Regions from separate parts of the Oncorhynchus mykiss genome. Here regions 2 and 3 are each linked to region 1. Evidence: chromatin contacts called from public Hi-C data. All regions are on one chromosome and are shown on one strand. The core of a region is the stretch at or near the end of the contact, and the rest is flanking DNA. Distances in the headings are between cores, read along the strand shown. Region 1 holds the start of foxo3b (forkhead box protein O3B). Region 2 holds the start of sesn1 (sestrin-1). Region 3 overlaps sesn1 (sestrin-1).

What was found. A called contact is a pair of places that touch in the nucleus more often than the background predicts.
Region 2: a contact with region 1 is called in a Hi-C map of blood, with 9 times the contacts expected there. The contact joins the promoter of sesn1 here to the promoter of foxo3b in region 1. A contact is called at or near these places in 2 of 3 Hi-C or Micro-C datasets (blood and liver).
Region 3: a Hi-C map of liver shows a contact between it and region 1, with 6 times the contacts expected there. The contact joins the enhancer-like site here to the promoter of foxo3b in region 1. A contact is called at or near these places in 2 of 3 Hi-C or Micro-C datasets (blood and liver).

The regions. Positions count from the first base shown.
Region 1 is chr4:26,881,538-26,884,136 of USDA_OmykA_1.1, reverse strand. foxo3b (forkhead box protein O3B) reads left to right here and starts at 1,285. Exons shown (of 3, transcript XM_021600701.2): 1 at 1,285-2,599. The coding sequence starts at 2,292.
Region 2 is chr4:26,684,846-26,687,444 of USDA_OmykA_1.1, reverse strand. It overlaps sesn1 (sestrin-1), which reads right to left and starts at 1,303. Exons shown (of 10, transcript XM_021600702.2): 1 at 1,155-1,303; 2 at 7-318. The coding sequence starts at 285. cep57l1 (centrosomal protein CEP57L1) reads left to right here and starts at 1,834. Exons shown (of 11, transcript XM_021600708.2): 1 at 1,834-2,005. The coding sequence starts at 2,003.
Region 3 is chr4:26,752,607-26,755,205 of USDA_OmykA_1.1, reverse strand. It overlaps sesn1 (sestrin-1), which reads right to left. Exons shown (of 10, transcript XM_021600702.2): 8 at 2,193-2,383; 9 at 1,869-2,013; 10 at 1-1,703. The coding sequence ends at 1,617. It overlaps LOC110522364 (a long non-coding RNA gene), which reads left to right. Exons shown (of 2, transcript XR_002473299.2): 2 at 1-25. Among protein-coding and RNA genes, the nearest start is that of LOC110522364, 3.5 kb to the left of the region's middle. Within about 2 kb of position 1,320, at least 1 of the 11 cell types and tissues checked has an H3K27ac peak or open chromatin away from gene starts, as enhancers often do. A contact at or near this core is called in liver, where this site is marked.

The DNA of each region.
Region 1 (2,599 bases), core at 36-2,535:
TCGTTTTGTATGCATGTGTATCTATTTCCTTTGTGATCATAATAAATGAAATAGTGTGGATGTTTTCCATGTGAAATTCAAAGCCATAACTACACAAGTAATGCCTTGCAGGATGTGTGCGTGTTTTTTCTGAACTATTATATCGGATCGTTATTATCCAGTCATAATCAATACCAACCGTTCCAAGAATTCATTGATGAATACAGCGCAGTTCGCACAGGTGGAGCACGATAATTTCTGTACAGATTACAGAAATCGAGACCGCGTGTCCCTGCAAGGTGGACCGGCAATTTACACAACATCTTCTCTGGAACAAAGACGTATGTAGGCTGGCTACTGCTGATATTTTCGTACAGACAAGGAGGGAGGTGGTGGGGGAGGGAGATCACTCCGAAGTATCACTTTACAGAACGGAGAACTGTATAGGATTTTTCCCTTATCTCTTGATTATAACTGGAATGACGTCATATGTTTGAAGCGGTCGATCTGTTTTGAAAGGGGCGTGTTCTGCGAGCGCTGTCGAGATTGATTGGCACCCATGCTCACGGATTAAAGGGACAAGTGATAGACATTTTTAAAATTACTCAATTTGACTGAGAGACTTTCATTGACATATTTGATAGAATGCATGACATGTGCATGTCATGAACGAAGTGTAATACCCAATACAAGGAATATAAACACACCTGCTGGTATTTGCCTATGTTGTTACACATGTGTATGTCAGTTGTTACATTGTAATAGTGTGCTACAGAGGAAGTGGCAACAATAATATATGTCAACAATATGTATAAATGATTGTCCTAATGTAGCCTGTGTCATTAACTTATGAATTGTAAACATTTCCAGAAGGAGCAATACAATTATTTGGAATTAAATATGAATGTCCTCTGTCCAACTTTGAATATTCTTTGTGTTCTTATCAGTGTAAAAAAATATTTTGACGATCTGTCTGTCTATTTCTGTATCCTTCCACACACTGCTTGCCTTGACATGCCTGCGCGCCCCAACTGGAGGTTAGTGACGTCTTGATTGGGGAGAATGGGCTCGTGGTAATGGCTGGAGCGGAATTAGAATTGGTGGAATGGTATCAAATATCATACATGGTTTCCATGTGTTTGATGCCATTCCATTTGCTCCGTTCCAGCCGTTTTTATGAACCGTCCTCCCCTCAGCAGCATCCACTGCTTTAGTGCACACATGCTTAGGAGCAGTGTCTCTTTAAAGGGCGATCTCGTATACTGAATCCAGGGGGCTTGCCTTTTCAGTGGGGGTGGCAACGCTACTAGCCTATTGCTGCTGTTGCTGTATAACTTCGAGCTTGTTGAGGGCTGTCTTAAGACGGAATATGCTAAGCAGATAGGTTAGTGTTTATGTGTGCTGCTGGAGAGGTAGGCTACTGTAACTGAGAGTGAGGTGGCGTTTCGTTTTCCATACCAACTGTGCTGCGTGGTCAGTAGAGGCGACGTTGAACAGACAGATATAATTTTTGGTTATTCATTTCCTTTTCGTTTTTCTGTCGACACTGACAACAAACGCAGGTTTCCTGTCTGCAGTCTGGTAGTAGAAAGGACTTGGAAGCGAAAGGGAGTTTGTTCAAATGGCAGCAATGACAATTGGAATAGAACTATGCGGTAATTAATCGCTGGTGTTGCAGCCATCTAATTCACCATAGCGCGGTTATCCGTGGCAGCCCTGAAAGGGGGCTGCACTGTGTCCTGGCCACAGCTTCACTTTCACGGTGGCAATAGGTGTATTCAGTCATTTTGGATCAGTGCGGGATTTGATCTTGAACGTGCAAGGAAGGAACGCGTAACCGCTTATTGATGAACGAACCCGTGGTACACCGTTTATAATTTACTCGTGAACCGAACTGTACACACTATACTGTTATTATTACCATTGCTCCAGTCGAGGAGAAATACCATGAATATGCAGCAACCCGTTTTGAACTGTTGCGATTGTCAAACGTGAAGTAGCTGTGGCTTGTTTTTTGAGCCAAGGAGAATAGCCATAGTTTACCAGTTATGGTGTTAATACATTTATAATAGTCCACGACATTCTACGTTTTAAATCCACCCTGAACAGCATATTGATGCTCTTTTTTTAATACGGAGGATTTAATTTATAATTTCGCGCTGAGTTTGCAGTGACCCTTGGGGACTGCTGGTCTGGAATAGCAACAAAGGACGGGGGCGTGCTTTCATGGAATGCAACTTTGACAGCTCTCCACTACTTATCTACTGACTTTATCAGCGGGCAACGGGGACGAACTAGTAATTGAAGGAGAGATGGCCGAGATCCCAACTCCCAGTCCTTTCCATGAGTTGGACGTGGCCATAGACCCAGACTTCGAGCCACAAAAACGGCCAAGATCGTGCACCTGGCCGTTGCCCCGACCCGAGTCCAATGCGGGGAAACCAGAAAGCAACGACACTGACATTATACCCGAAGAAGAGGATGATGAAGAGGAACAACATGCCACTTCCATGGCCATCAACGTCAATGGCACCAGCTCCAGCGTGGGAGCAGACCACCAGAACAGCAACAGCCCTACGGCCGAAGGACTGCTGTCTGGACAGGAGAACGGAGGCTCCCC
Region 2 (2,599 bases), core at 54-2,553, 200 kb after region 1:
TCCTACCTGAACGTTCTGCAGCAGCCAAACACATCGCTCTCTGACGTCATCGAAAGGGCACCGCTTGGACAGCATGAGTAGACGGGCCAGGATGTCGTTCAGGTCGCTGGTGGGGTGCCCTGCAGTAGCTACAGGCGAGGGGACGGTGGCTGGTATCGGCCCTATACTCTCCACTCTCTGCATCACCTCCTGGCTGATGTGCTCCATTGCTGTGCCTCTGGATCTCGGGTCACGGCTGCCCAGAGCCTCCCATCTGGCTGTGGCATCCTGATCCTGGATGTCCATCTTATTCTGATTATCTTGATTTCTCGTGGCAGGCTATAATATGAAGTGCATGAAATACCAACCGTTTGCTGTCAAATACTCAGATGCTAAAATCTTTATATACACCCTACGTTAGCATCCCCCAAATGCATTCAATAGACCGTACAACTACAAATATTTATGAAAATTCTAAAACAATGTCAGTCAACTTCAACAATGCAGCTAGAGAGTTGACATTGATAATGCAAATGAGAAACAAAATAATTTGACTGGATAAAAAGGACATTGTATGTATTGCCAAGATGCTTCTGTGTGTGTGTGTGTGACCAGTGAAAGGGAACGGACAAAAAAACATGCGGGCGTATCAATGGACAATGCAGACAACTTTTCTTCCCTTCCAACCTGTACGGAGAACACTGAGAAAACCAGTCGTTTGTTTACCAGAAAGTTACTGCCAACAAAGAAAGCCTAGTTGTACAGTACTGCTGCTGAGAACAACAAGCTAGCTGTAGCTACAACGCTAGTTAGCCGTTTTGCAGTCCGTTGGCAGCTAGTAATGTTGTTCAACATGCAAAAATAAAAACATGTTTCCTATGTACTTCCAAAATGTTTGGCACTGATCTGACAGTATCCACATCCATTGCACTTTGTTTTTGTAGTCTCATTATCTAGTTATAGATGTGTGGTATCTGGTTTACAAGGCAGGTTTGGTTAGCTAGCCAAAATGCCCATTCAATCTTTTCTCGCCCTCTCTGTCTTAAGCCTTTTAACAGTAGCTAGCTGGTTACAAAACAGGAATATTGTACAAATATCTATAGCACAACGGCAGTTATATACCCTCATTTTTCAGTACATTTTACAAACGAAGGGTGTCATTCACAAATACTTACTTGATTCACATTATTTTGCACAGATCTTGCAGCCGTAGGAAGTCTTGAGTCTGCACTGAAATACGGAGGCAGATTTCATTATACAGAGCAACAACTTGAGTTGACAGTTGATTGGAAAGACTCATGTCCAATGGTCTACTGCATAATACAAAGAAGGAGGATCTATGCAGATCTTCACCAATAGGTATGGTGTACGGCGTGCCCATAACCACGACAGGGGAAACATGGGAGTTTGATTATTTTTGCAATCTGACCCACATAAAAAACGGGAATGAACAGGTATTAAAAAATACACTTCCCAGCAGACATAGTGATTGTTGTTGCGCAGAGCCCCCCCTTCCCCTTGTTTATCATAAATGTAAATTAACAACATTTTTAGAAGTGAACACATCCCCCACTTTGCTTTTACACAGACAAGCAATTCAAAACCTCAGGTGACACAGACATTTAAATACTATTTGCAACAGTGCCACCATTACAACTCTTTGAATATAGAAATGTGTATTTTTATATATGAAAATATAGTGCCATTCACAAGAGTAAGGAGAGAATGCCATCATCGTTTGAGGTTTTTGCCATAATTTGGACTAAACATCCAGCCAGGGTGTCTGTGATGGGGAGATTACCACAGTGGGACGTGGGAAAACTGCTGTCTCATTCAAGACTGTCACCAGGTGGCTAGTGCCAGACAGGCACATGCTATTCCGTTCCTTTATAAACGTACCACAAAGCTCTGAAAACCCATACGTGTGCATGTGAAGAAATCTGCGCATTCATCTGCATCTCATCATCGTCATCATCATCATCTGCCAACAGGCTGCCTGCCTCTCAGCTTTGACAGCTTTCTGATGGTATGAAAATATAATTTTCCGACTAATATTCTCCATGACCAAATATTTTGCATAATTTGGTTGAAGGGCCACTTCAATCAATTGAATCATTGGTTCAGACTTTTAAATCTTGTTAGACTGATAAATTCATACATTTAAGTTATGCTCCGGTTCCAAGCGCATTTGATTAATATATTATACTGGGTCTGCATTACAGTATTATTTTATCCCTACATCTGTTGTAGCAGACAATCTTTTGAGTGGATAGTGCCTAGAATAAACTGTGCGCAGAGAACCCACTGCGCAGGCTGAACCAGAGAGCGGTAAAAGGAAGAGTGTAGGAGGGAAATGTTCATTGTAAGAACTGCCTGCTGTCATCGTTTGGAAGTTTAGCCATCCAAAGTCAACAAATCGGAACCAGATAAATAATACATGTCATATATTTGTATTTTATTTCGAGGGTATTTTTTCTACCATTACATATGGAGGCTTATCAAGATCAGGTGAGACAATTTCATAGCTAAGTTAGCAAAATAACTCTAGACATGCTTCGTGTTAGCTAACGTTAGTTAGTCAACACATAGCTAGCTGGCAAGCTATCCTTCCTCGTAACTA
Region 3 (2,599 bases), core at 71-2,570, 130 kb after region 1:
CTCCTCTTAACGTGAAACAATCATTCAACTGTCCAACTGTATCAATCCACCCTCAGTAGAATGCAGTACTTTACTGTTATTAGTCAACAAAAATAAAAGGGTGGAGTCTACCCCTCGTTTAAAAAAAACTGTGTTTGCACTGGTTAGGCTCCCACAGAGGGAACAAGCACATCTATGACCGACTGCAGTCGGACCGTATCGATCACAGTCGGTCCAATGAGGACCAACTGGGCTCCCTACGAATGAAAGCCAAGCGACCCAGAATGATAAAGAGTCATTCTGCTCGCCAAAGAGCACTTCTTAATGCGATAGAAAAGAAAACAGAAGAGGTATTTATTTACTGGTACAATTCACAATACCCAAAGCTTTGAAAGTGTTAGGATGCCCAGGCCAGGGTCAAAGGTCGAGGGTGAGCGGAAGACAGACAGGTGAGGTCATTGTTATGACAACCGGAAGCCAATCCCCTTGGAAGACCATTTTGTTTTAGCTTTCATGTTCTTTTTCTTACAGGACAAAGCTTTTTACCAGAAACAAAACACTGTAACAGTCACCACATGGAAAGAGCTACAGCAGAGGCAAGAAGTTTCACACTTCAAATGACCTCGCTTTCTTCCTGGTTTTTTGTTGCTTGAAATTTCAACACACTTTTTTCCTTTATATTTTCTGTAAAACACATGGAGTTACACACACATCCACACATGATATTTGTCACTGACATCAGTCTCTCATACAGAATGGGTTCATCATACGTACAGTCAAACTAAATAGGGCTCAGACAGTGTTATTTTTTAGTTTTTCCAACACCTCTCCGCTTTCACACACTTCTTGGGTTAGCTTACACAAACAGTTTCAGGGTGGGGGGTATGGGGAAGGGGGGGGGGGGGGGGGTAATGCTGTGGGTTTATGATGGATAGGGTTCTTAGGGGTGGGAGGGAGGATTGGGGGGGGGGGTCAATATGACCCCTTGCTTACATGAGCAGCAGTATCAGGCAGCACCTCTACACACTATACTGTGGTGTATGACATAACCAGGCACACCAACACACAGGCCAAATAATGCTTCCATCATCTCCAGTTACCGCAACAACAACCACATGATGATAACAACTTCTCTTAATACAAAAAGACTAAAGCAAAAAACAGTGGCTACATTATCAAGTGCAGACTGATGAACTGCTTTGCTTTCTGGAGATTTGCTGTGGGTTTTCACACTATATGGAGATTCTATTGACATCATCCACTGAGGTGTATTAGAATACTGGAAGGGTGGCCTGTGTCATCTGTTTCTTTTCCTCTGGCCCAGCAGAGTGTCTGCTCCAGGCTGCCTCCTCATGGTGAGTTTTGGCACTGCAGGTAAAGAGGACAGCTTATCTTTCCACAAGTAGGTTGAGATGACTTTTCTTTTTGCAGTTCTTTTTTTTCATTCTTTCATTTGCTTTTTTTTTGTTCTGTTCATTTTTCTTTCCACATCACGAGGACGAGCTTCGTCACGACAGACAGGGTTACCTTTCATCTTTTTCATTTTCTGTTTTCACCCCTTGGTTTATTTCTTCTGAAGTGTCCCACGAGAGCAAAGACAATGACAGCAAAAAACAATGATAAACGCCAAAAGCATTTCATGTCATGTAGCGGGTGATCGCTCTCAGAGCGTAGAGCAGTTCTGCCTGCATGCGCGCTTCCATAAGAAGCAGATTGACATGGACCTGGAAGAGTGAGGGAGAAAGAGAGAGTAGAACGCATTACAAAACTGCTCCACAACATTACTCCAGTCACACAGATCAACAACTAGGAGAGGAAACTATATAGAAATGTTAAATGCTAACAGAAACCCATGGAATAAGAAATAAAATAGAAAGTTGTCCCCTCACCTTCTCGGAGTGCTGGAACTGTCTCCAGAAGCTCTCATACATTCGTTTGGTGGTTTTCTCCGGGCTGCACACCATGGTCTTAATGTAGACCTTAAAGCTGCGGTCCAACAGCTGGTTAATCTCCCCGTAGTCATAGTCATCATACCTGAGACATAGATATTTCTTTACTAATAACTACATTACTGTACGAAATTACTGCACTTTGTCAATGTATTAAACACGTGATAACATTCTTCTTTTGACTGAATCTAGCATATTACATCATGAAATATGTACATTTACATGAGTAGATTTGTGTTTGTATAGAGCCAGTGAGTGACGTACCTGATGCCGAACATGCAGTGGATGTAGTTCCAGATAGCCCTGCGCAGCATGGTGGTGTCCACGTCTTTGTGCATGGCCATGGTGTTGTAGGTCAGGTTGTAGGCCATCTGGAACTTCTCATCCAGCAGCTGACCAACGTCAGGGTACAGACGGTTCACCAGGGAGTAGCCGTGGTCCTCCCAACTGTAGTCCTGAAGAGAGGAAAGCAAGGAGTTAATCAGAATGTCTGGATATCAATTGATCAATCAGATAGATAGTCCATATGGTAACATTTAGAAAATGTTGGTAACATGGTAACATTTAGAAAATGTAATCTTGAAGTTATTGAGAAAAAAAAAACCTCTTCACTTTCTCTCTCCTTTTCTTTCTTTCTGGCTCTCCCTGAACGGGTGTGTGTGTGTACACAC